Regions from separate parts of the Mus musculus genome. Here regions 2 and 3 are each linked to region 1. The links are chromatin contacts, called in public Hi-C and Micro-C maps. All regions are on one chromosome and are shown on one strand. The core of a region is the stretch at or near the end of the contact, and the rest is flanking DNA. Distances in the headings are between cores, read along the strand shown.

Region 1 (3,285 bases), core at 324-2,823:
GTGGATGTGTACGTGTGTGTGAGTGTGTGTGTGTCTGTGTATATGTGAGTATGTGAGTGTGTGTGTGTCTGTGTACGTGTGTGTGAGTGTGTGTGTATCTGTGTATATGTGAGTATGTGAGTGTGTGTGTGTCTGTGTATGTGTGTGTGAGTGTGTGTGTGTATCTGTGTATATGTGAGTATTCGAGTGTGGGAGGGGGGAAGGGATGAGGGGGAGGGGAGGGGGGAGCACAAGCACAGCAAATGTGCTTGATGGGGTAAGGATTAATTATAACAACAAAAACTTGGACTAACCACACACTTCCCGGAACACTTGTATGCGGCAGAACTGTACCAAGGGCTTTATTCGCCACCATCCCACCCCAGCCTCTCAGCTAGAGGTTTACTATCCCCACTTATCAAATACAGAGACTGCTTGAATGAAGGACAAGGAGCAGCGAGTCCGGGCTTGCGAGGGCTTTAGCTGTATACAGGACTTCATAAGGGGCTGCCATGGGAATTTCATAAAGAAAGTTGGAGGTGGTGAGAGTTACCGTTCGGAAAGGTGACTGACAGCTGCACAAGAACCAATCAAAAAGGGGACAAAATCAGAGGCAGTTATTCTGAAAGCGCAGCCAAGAAATTATGAACCAAGCCAGTGGCTACCTGAATGAAAAGCGGCTAATCCTGAGGGCAGGAGAATAGCAGGGTCTCGCAGCTAGGTGAAGGAAGAGAAGAGAGAAAGCAGAGAGGATTTCAGCCAGTCCACTGTGATTTTAGGCCAAGAAGCCGACTGCCAAGAAATCTGAAGCATGCCAGATGACTACTGCAGACAGCGGAATGAATTCTCAGCGTAGAGTGGGCTAAGTGACTGAGGAAGTTCTCCATTGAGACAAGAAACATGGGAGACATTGATAGAAGGTCCGGGGGGGGGGGCGGCGGGGGGGGGGTGCGGGTTGGAGATGATCCGCAAGCACATCTAAGCTCGAGTAAGGTATCTGGCTAGGCAGCAAGTACTTCCCAGAGCAACCGGTAACTGGAGGCTCTAGTCGCAATCCAGAGATGGAGTGCAGAGAAAAGCATGCAGGGGCCTGCAGAGGGCTGAGCTGGCAGACGCGCGAGGGCGAGTCACCGAGGCCAAGAAGAGGGCAGCGGTTCCGGGCGTAGATTCCTGAATCAGTGCAAAGAAAACCCCAAACCTCCTCTCTTGCCCAGCTGGCCGAAAGATGCCATGCGCTTGGCTGAACTTGGGATAGCCCAGGAATGGGCTGGGCAATGGCGGTAGGGTGTAGATTCAGGAGAGGCTAGAAAGCCAGGCCCCGCACGCCGGAGGGCTCTTCTCTCCCAGCTTAGTTCCCGCGCAGCAACACCTCACAACGCTTCAGCTCCCTGCAAACTCCTGCCACGCCACCAAGCCTGGCTCCGAGATCTCACCTGTCCCCGATCCGGGGTTTCCGGGAGGATGGCTCTGCGCCTCCTCCCCAGCACCACCCCGGCCCCCCACCTTCCAGGGACGCCGGGGTGTCCGGCTCCCCGCTTCCAGGGACGCCGGGGTGTTGCCCTGCAGCGACCAGCAACCACTTCCGGAAAGGCACTGGCCTAGCAACTGAGAGGCCCGCCTCTACCAAGAGCCAATAGGTCGCTGACTGAGAGCGTTGGCATTGGATTGGTTGAAGTTCCCCCACGAGGCTTTGCCCGTTGCATCCTGAAAGTTGTAGTTCAAAATAGTGAATAAGCACAATCCCACTCCCACCACAAAGAGGTTAAAAGAGAGACCTGAAGGTAGATAAGAGAATTTCTCCCGCGGACGAAAGGAAGCATTCATAATATTAATAATAATCTACTATTACTATTAATTAAGCAAAATTAACAATCATTTATAGACCATCATTTTGTAAAGGTCGAGTAAAATCACGCGAACAACAGTGATTATCAGTGGTCAACCTATTGATTGGGCCCTTAATAAAAGAACTATGAAGGGGTTGGAGAGATGACTCGGTTGTCAAGAGAGCTGCCTACTAACTTTTTCCTTTTAATGTATTATACGTGGACCGGGATCTGATAACACAAGCCCTTAATGCCACCACTTGGGGCACAAAGCAGACAGATCTCTGTGCGTTTGAGACTAGCCTGGTCTATATAGTGAGTTTCAAGCCAGCTGGGACTACACAGTGAGACCCTGTCTCAAAAAAAATTTTAAGTGTGTGGATGTTTTGTCTACATTATACCTGATAGTCATGGAGGCCAGAAGAGGGCACTGCATCCCCTGAAACTGGAGTTGTAAGCAGTTGTGCGCCACCTTGTGGGTGCTAGAAACCAAACCTAGGTCGTCTGCAAGAACAACAGTGCTCTCAACGGCTGAACCATCATCTCTCCCACTCTACTATTGTAAATTTAAAACCGAGTCCTGCGCCGCTAGAGTCTAAGCCGACAAGGAGAAATTGCGAGTGTTGTTACTAGGGATCTCAAACCAGACATCAGGATGTGTTTCTCATGTTTAACGTCAAATCTTTCTGCAATTCCTTTATTCTCACCACAGATGGGGAAAAAAATCACTGCTCCTCATTATCATCACAATCTTTAAAAGTGTCCCCAAGGGGCCACTGGACCAGACATAGAAGAGATGCCATATCATGACTATATCAGACATAACTAAACACTGCCCATAGCTTCCTATACACAAGACTTGCCATCTGAGGCTGTAGAACCAGCTCAGCAGCTGCCAACACCTGCTGCTCTGCGGGAGGACCAGAGTCTGATTCCCAGCAAGCACGAGGCAGCTCACAACCAGCAGAAACTCTAGTTCCAGAGGATCCAACACCTCTTCTGGCTTCTACCCACACCAGGCAAACACATGTGAACACAGACATGTGGTACACAGACATACCTGCAGGCAAAACACTGGAACACATAAAAGAATAAAATATTTTTTGAAAAAAGCAGCTAGATAGTGGTGACTGAACCACACTGAATCCCAAAGCCTTTATTCCCAACATCCAGAAGGCAGAGACAGTCATATCTTTGTGGGTTCAAGTCCAGCCAGGTCTACAAAATAAGTTCCAAGACTGTCAGGCTGTAACACAGAATAACCCTGTCAGGAAAAAGTCAAAAATAAGGAGGAGGAGGAGGAGGAGGAGGAGGAGGAGGAGGAGGAGGAGGAGGAGGAGGAGGAGGAGGAGAAAGAATGATAGAGACAAGCAGATTTCTATGAATTCTAGACTGGCAAGGTCTACATATCCAGTTCCAGGACTGTATAGTGAGCTGCTGCCTCAAGAAAGAAAGAGCTGGGCAGTGGTGGCTCACACCT
Region 2 (3,402 bases), core at 397-2,896, 40 kb before region 1:
ACACACACACACACACATACACACACACACACAGAGTCTGCACAGCTAACTCTACCATCAAGAGAAGAACCCCAGCTCAGACCACTGAGCTTCAGCACTTAGAACATGGCTCTCTAGACCTCCAATGCGGCCACTTCAGCCCTGGCTCACAGCCACATATACACAGCTTAATCGACCCAATCCAGTAAGGAGGACAGAAGCCCTGGACTAATCACAGAGCCATGTGCAAAGTCCTGCCAAGTGACACTTCACACTCCTGTCATAGTACACCACCACAGGCAGGGTCCCTCCTGCCTACCTCCCACACCCTGCCACATAAGCACACCTTGTACGGCCACCCAGCCAGGTCACCATCTGCCTCCCAGCGACCGTAAGGACCAGGAATTCTACCCACGCCCACACCCTCCTGACACACACAACCTCCCACTGTACATACCTCTCGGAGCCTTGGGTATGCTTGCTCTGTGGCTCAGCGATGCTGGATTTGCTGTCATCTTGTTCTTCTTGGTCTAACCCCTGGGCCTGAAAGCAGGAAGTCGGGGAAGAAGTGCTTTAGGGGGCTCTGCAGCGCCAGTGTCTCATCCCACTGAGTCAAACGGTCAGCAGGTACACCACGGTGCCTCTGGAGAGGACAGGGGCTGCTGAGACACAGGACAGGTCTGTCTGTAGAATGAAACTTCCTAAGCTCTAGCTAAGCCCATGACCCACAGCTGAAACAGGAGATACATAAATATGGTCACTATATACATAGATAAGAGCCAGAAACAGGGCGGGGGGGGGGGAGGTACCCTAAGAACCTGGCCTGCTGCCCAGAGCCTGCACTGCTAGTTGCAAAGAGAAGGCGATGATCTAAACTCACTGAGGCCTGGGTCAGCAAGGCCGTGGTACAGGGGTGACAAAATAAAATGGTTAGACCAAGTACATTGGGAAGGAAGAATTCTGAACTACCAGGATCTAGGAGGGGCAGGGGAGGCTGTGCCCCAAACCCGAGGGCACCATCTGACTCCCAGAATGATAGCACAACATTCCTTCCTCTGCTCTAGTGAACCCCATCATAGACAGTGAGCACCCCTCCCCGCCCCGCGCCAGCCCCCAAGGCTGCTATTACAGCATCCGTTTGAAAATAAACTCCCAAATCTTATCCACATCTTGGGTATCTAGGCAAATTTAGAAAGCTGGTTTAAAAAAAAAAAAAAAAGGCGATTTTTGATGATTTCAAATATTTTGCAAAGAAACGCAATGGTGACATCAGCCTGGGGCCTACTCTTTGTTCCAGAATGTCCAGCCTGCAGGAGAACCCCTCCTCCCCTCAACTATGTCGGTAAAGCATGCGTCCCAGGGCTTCAGCAAGGGTGAAATGTCCTACACATGAACACAGCTTCCGCCTGAAGAATTAGGCTACAGTGCCGGCTCCTCCTCTCCCATCCTCTCCCTCAGCCTAAGATGGAGAGAAAGAAAAGCCCGTGCCAGCCTCAGGCCCCACTCTAGGACTGGCCCTCCTGACAGGAGCACCGCCTACTCTGAGACTCAGGTTCACGGGGAGGGGAGGGGAAGGAGAGAGATCACTCTGTCTTTCCCAATGCTGTCCCAGCCCTGTGCCCCGAACATACCGACACTTCCCCTCTGACTACCAGAACCCCAGCAGTTGTATCTGACTCTGACATCTGGGTGGTTAACCAAGGGCAGGCCTTGCACTGAAACCCAGCTCCCCAGATTACACTGTAACTAGCAATGCATTTGTGTTACCTCTCAGAGCCTGAGGCAGAAGGGCTCCCTGTCAGGGCTGCCACTTCCATTGCATGGGCCTGGGCAGAGCCTGGGCCACACAGTGACCGGCAAGCACACCCTCCCTGCCCCACCTCGGCCTCCTCCTGAGGTACACCTTCCCTACAAAGCACGCCCTCTTGTTCTCAGGTTCTCAAAGAAAAAGGGACCACACAGGTCAACTGGACTTCAACTAAAATGTAAGTGACAAAGCAGGGTGACTGTAATACAAACTCAAAGCGAGCCCACAGCCATGGAGGACTCCAGGACTGTGAGGACAGACAGAGGCAGACTGGAGCTGGCCACCAACCACACCATTCTGTCTGCCTGACCCATTCTTGCTTCACAATTATACTTCTGCAACAAAGTGAAGCAGCCTCCTGACACAGAAGAAGAGACAACTCAGGGAAAGCCACACAGTGGGTCCTCTGAGTAGCTTTACTTGCTCCCTAGAACTTTTGCCCTGGAAAAGGAAGAAAGGACCCAGTGAGGGACACGTGTGGTGGCACTCTGGAAAGGAGATCGAAACAAGCACACACCAAGCCTCTGGCCCAGCTAAACTCAGGACCCCAGCTTCCCAGCCTTACCTCTGTGCCTGAGTTTTGTTTTTAAGATCCAGTCCCAAGGTGGAAGCAGGAGGATTGCAAGCTTAACTTAGAGCGTTGGGTTTTAAGGGCAGGGACCAGGGTGCTGAGGTAGTGCTGAGTGACAGAGGATATATAAAGCCTTACAGTCGGCATCCAACAATGGAAGGGGGCCTTGAATGTGCTTACAGTTTCAAAAGCATATATGTGGTAAAATGTGCCTTCAAATATGCAGTTTGTTGTATGTATACATTTCTTCTGGTGCTGGGGATGGAACCCAGGGTTTCACACATGTACTCTACCATAGCTATACTCCCAGCCCTCAAAATAATTTTGAGGATGAATAAAACCCAAGATAATTTAACTCCAAGGCCCTCCCTATTCCTAGCCTTGGGAACCAGAACAAAGGGAAGGAGGCGCTAGCCCCAGAGGACCACAAAGACAACTGCACGCATGGTTGACTCTGTGCTGGGAAGCGGCTGCTGCATCCTCTGCCAGCTCCACCCTTGCACACCTTGAGAACAGGAAGACAGCTGCAGGCTGAGTCCTGTCAGAGGCACTGCTGGCCAGTCAGCCAGAGCATCCTGTACCACCCTCACTCCAACAGTGGCACTGCTGGCCAGTCAATCAGAGCATCCCGTACCACCCACACTCCAACACACTGGCTCAAGTATGAATTAGAACTTCCTCTGTCAGGACTGGCTGCCAACAGGCAGTGGCCACTGGGAGTTAAACCCAAGCCATGTCACAGAACCTACCCTGCCCAATGGACCTGGCGGCTTCCTAGTGACTTGTCACCAAAGGGGCCTCACCAAGTGCAGCTGCTCCACGCCCTCCCTCCCTAACCCTACCTTCCCTTGTCCTTGCCTTCACATCCTCAGCTCTTCCAACAGGGGGTATCCAAAGTCTATCAGAGACCTGGTAATGGGGCCATCACCCAGAAAGGCACCAGCCGGACCTGAGAGGAGCGCATGGGGCCAAATGTAGTCTGAAAACACTGTGCACCCATGTGTACGCTCATGCAAACCACCGAGGGCTCCCAGGCTGGGTTCAT
Region 3 (3,344 bases), core at 411-2,910, 60 kb before region 1:
ATCACAGGATTGTCACCAGAATTGGTTGTACCACATGAGCGGTTCTCAAGGCACACAGAGTGGAAGAAGTAACAAAACGGACTTTATCTGTGTGTGGTCAGCCGATGACTAAAAAATATCTAAAGGGTAAAAAGCCAACTGGCTGCTCGAGGTTTATTCCACAGCAAAGAAACGAACAATAAATCGGTGAGACCCTGTGGGCTGCGGGGGTAGAGGCAGCCCGCAGCTTCTCAAGACAAGAAAAATGAGGGCATTTTGTTTAAACAAGGAGACAGATGCTGAGAGCATCACCTGCAGCTCCTGCAGAGCCCGCTGAGGGGAAGTTGGGCCGAGGAGGCTTGAGCCAGAAGCACTAGCCAGAAGCACCTGACCCAAGATGGTCCCTGCTGGTGCCAGGCTGGAATCAGTTCCATCCACTGAGCTCTGGACAGAGTTGCTAGTTGGACTGGGCTAGGGGCGGCCCAGATAGAAGGACAGATGGAAATAGGGCTCATAGACACACTCGAGTTAAAGAAGAGAAATATCAAGATGGGGCAGAAGGCATTCCCCTCTTTCCCTATGGCTTTTTTGGCTTCCTGGAAAGATAGGTGCTTGAAACCTGAGGGCAAGGAAGAGCTCCACAGAGCACCCTAAGGGGGGAGAGGGCTGCTCCTGAGAATCGTGAGGAAATCACGGTGCCAGCCGAGGGGAAGGAGACAGAACATCCCTCGGGGCCCCTCTAGCAACATCCAGCCGGGCTCAGGCAGCTGAGCCCAAACTTGTGACAGTCAGAAGACATTTACAAAGAAAAAAAAAGGCAAAAAGAGAGGGACGGGTATGATCCTGTCGGGGCTGAGGTATCCGAAAGGGGCACAGACCCAGCACAGCCAAAGTGCCAGGGCATGCCATGCTAGGAGGCCATGTGAATAAAGGACCACATCCTCAGCAGGGGGCCAACCTCCAAGGAGGATCCCTAAGCCTCCCATAGCAGTCGCTTTAACTAAGGTGTCCACACCCCTGAAGTCTTCAGCAGCCCACATCTCAGTGCCACTTTGGTGCAGAAGCTCGCATATGTCCACATGTTTCTGCTCAGGACAGTCCATGGTTGAAGCGTGCGTGGCCGTCTACAGCCGTACTCTCCACCTATCTAACCCGGTGGTTCCTCTAAGTCCTCGGTGGGGTTCACAACGGAGGACATGCTTGATGAGAGAAATAAAATGTTGGCGGCTCCTCAGGCACTTGTAATAGAGGAGGAGGCCGCCCTGCCCCGCCCCACACGGGGTTCAGTAATGAAACACATTCAGTCTGTTGTTCTCGTCCAGGCCCAGCTGCAGGAGGTTCGATAAGTTCGATGTGGTTGTTGCTTTGGGCGCCGAGGAGAAAAGCTGTCTGGTCACAAAGTGAAGGAAAACTGGACGGCTGAGAGAAAGGGTCTACGGTCCAAAGGGGTATTCTCCGACACCACCGAGGCCGGTGGTGGAGAGCAGGCCAGTCAAGTTGCTATCACCGGGAGGGACTAAAGCTTGGGGACCAGCTAAAAGGATACACCTTGGGGTCGTTCCGGAAATGTTCCAGCCACTTCCGGTTGGAATCGATCAAGCTCTGAATGCTGACACCATCCGTCCTGGGGACTCGAGGGTGGGAGCGCTGCAGGAAGTGGAGCTGCTCACTGGAAAAGGGAGGAGAGCAGGCAGGAAGCTGGCGGCACGCCCGAACGGAGCCCCGCCTCTCTGCGACCCTCTCTCACCTCTGTAAGGCCTCCAGCAATCAAAGGGCCTTCTCTGGTAATGCGGAGGGGCATCAGTTCCCCAAAAGGAAGGTCTTGGCTGCCCTCCACCCCCTTCCTGAGCATCTCATGCAAAGTTTACTCTGGACCTTCGCATCTGTCCATCCTCGGCCGTTCTCATCAGCAAAGAGCTCCCTCTGTCCACCCAGATACTTACACAGCAGCAGCTCTCGGGCTGGCCCAGAGAGCAGAGATAAATTTGTGGGGGTTTACAGTTAGGGCTGAGGTGGCGAGAACAAGATATTTGCCAGAGAGTGAGATGAACAGGAAATGGATAACAGGACCAAATAATCGCTTGCCATAGGAATCAAAGAGTTCAGTGGCAAAGCCGGGTCAGACTCCAGGGCTGGTGGGGCCACGGGATGAGCTGGGCTTCACCTCAGTCTCTCCCCCGATGGGCAACACCTGCAGAGCCCACACACCCTGCCTCACATCCACTGAACCTTGGCAGCGGCGATCTGACTGTTTACTTGCCGTGGTGGAGTTTCTCAGAAAAGGCAAGATGTAGGTGTCTCTGGGCTGGGGACCTGTCTGGGCTCCAGGCCAACAGGATCATGAGGTTTGTTCCCATCTGTCCATGGTGCCATTGGCCCAGGGGGGTACAGTAAAGATCTAAACTGTGAGGCCACACCCAGCGCAGAGACTTACCTTACAGACACATAACCCAGCTTGTTCTCCGGTGGGGGAGGAGAGCCACTGAGCAACGGGATGCCAGCTGGAACAGCAAGAAGATGGGGTCTAAGGGCAGCCCCAGCCCCAGCAGGCCACCTCCACATTCACTACCAGTGCCCCTGCATTCCCAGAAAAGGATGTCCCCAGAACAAACAATGGCAGGGAATGTTGCCATGCTGGAGGTGAGAGACAGGTGACAGACAAGAACTGTCCTGTTTACTTTGATTCTAAAAATTTCGTTTTCAATTTGGGCTGAGCCGAAAGACTTTTTTGTTTTTTACATTTTTTTTCCCTCAAATGGTTGCCTTTCTGACTTATGTTACTCGACAAGGCAAAACTAGGTCCCAGAGCAGAAGCCAGGGCCACGGGGTCATAAGCACAGGGTCAAAACTTGGTATATGACTCACTCATTCGAAGGGTACTCTGGAGTTTACTACTAACCCTCAGAGTCTCAGCTTACTCAGCTATAAAATGGGAACTGTACTGACTGGTTTTGTGTGTCAATTTGACACAAGCTGGAGTTATCACAGAAAAAGGAGCCTGAGCCTCACTTGAGGAAATGCCTCCATGAGATCCAGCTGTAAGGCATTTTCTCAACTAGTGATCAATGAGGGGAGGGCCCCTTGTGGGCAGTGCCATCCCTGGGCTGGTAGTCTTGGGTTCTATAAGACAGCAAGCTGAGCAAGAGAGGGGAAGCAAGCCAGTAAGTAGCACCCCTCCATGGCCTCTGCATCAGCTCCTGCCTCCTGACCTGCTTGAATTCCAGTCTTGCCTTCCTCCTTTGGTGATGAACAGCAGTGTGGAAAGTGTAAGCTGAATAAACCCTTTCCTCCCCAACTTGCTTCTTGATCATGTTTTGTGAAGGAATAGAAACCCTGACTAAGACACTGGGATAAATAACTACTAC

The links. A called contact is a pair of places that touch in the nucleus more often than the background predicts.
Region 2: a contact with region 1 is called in a Hi-C map of germinal center B cells, with 4 times the contacts expected there. The contact joins the enhancer-like site here to the promoter of Cep164 in region 1. A contact is called at or near these places in 1 of 39 promoter capture datasets (macrophages), 2 of 15 datasets of contacts at CTCF or cohesin (large pre-B cells and pro-B cells), 8 of 484 Hi-C or Micro-C datasets (the AML12 cell line, B cells, the G1E-ER4 cell line and 4 more), 2 of 115 datasets of contacts at active chromatin or transcription factors (both in embryonic stem cells) and 3 of 9 other capture datasets (adipose tissue, liver and pancreatic islet).
Region 3: a Micro-C map of embryonic stem cells shows a contact between it and region 1, with 3 times the contacts expected there. The contact joins the enhancer-like site here to the promoter of Cep164 in region 1. A contact is called at or near these places in 2 of 15 datasets of contacts at CTCF or cohesin (large pre-B cells and pro-B cells), 7 of 484 Hi-C or Micro-C datasets (the AtT-20 cell line, B cells, the G1E-ER4 cell line and 4 more), 3 of 115 datasets of contacts at active chromatin or transcription factors (the SCID.adh cell line and embryonic stem cells) and 4 of 9 other capture datasets (adipose tissue, embryonic stem cells, liver and 1 more).

Annotation. Positions count from the first base shown.
Region 1 is chr9:45,827,090-45,830,374 of GRCm38.p6, forward strand. Cep164 (centrosomal protein 164) reads right to left here and starts at 1,574. Exons shown (of 30, transcript NM_001081373.3): 1 at 1,413-1,574.
Region 2 is chr9:45,786,990-45,790,391 of GRCm38.p6, forward strand. It overlaps Cep164 (centrosomal protein 164), which reads right to left. Exons shown (of 30, transcript NM_001081373.3): 11 at 437-522. Among named protein-coding and RNA genes, the nearest start is that of Cep164, 40 kb to the right of the region's middle. Within about 2 kb of position 1,647, at least 42 of the 459 cell types and tissues checked have an H3K27ac peak or open chromatin away from gene starts, as enhancers often do. A contact at or near this core is called in the G1E-ER4 cell line, germinal center B cells, pro-B cells and 1 more, where this site is marked.
Region 3 is chr9:45,766,996-45,770,339 of GRCm38.p6, forward strand. It overlaps Cep164 (centrosomal protein 164), which reads right to left. Exons shown (of 30, transcript NM_001081373.3): 28 at 2,414-2,480; 29 at 1,526-1,648; 30 at 1-1,368. The coding sequence ends at 1,263. Among named protein-coding and RNA genes, the nearest start is that of Cep164, 60 kb to the right of the region's middle. Within about 2 kb of position 1,661, at least 19 of the 459 cell types and tissues checked have an H3K27ac peak or open chromatin away from gene starts, as enhancers often do. A contact at or near this core is called in the AtT-20 cell line and embryonic stem cells, where this site is marked.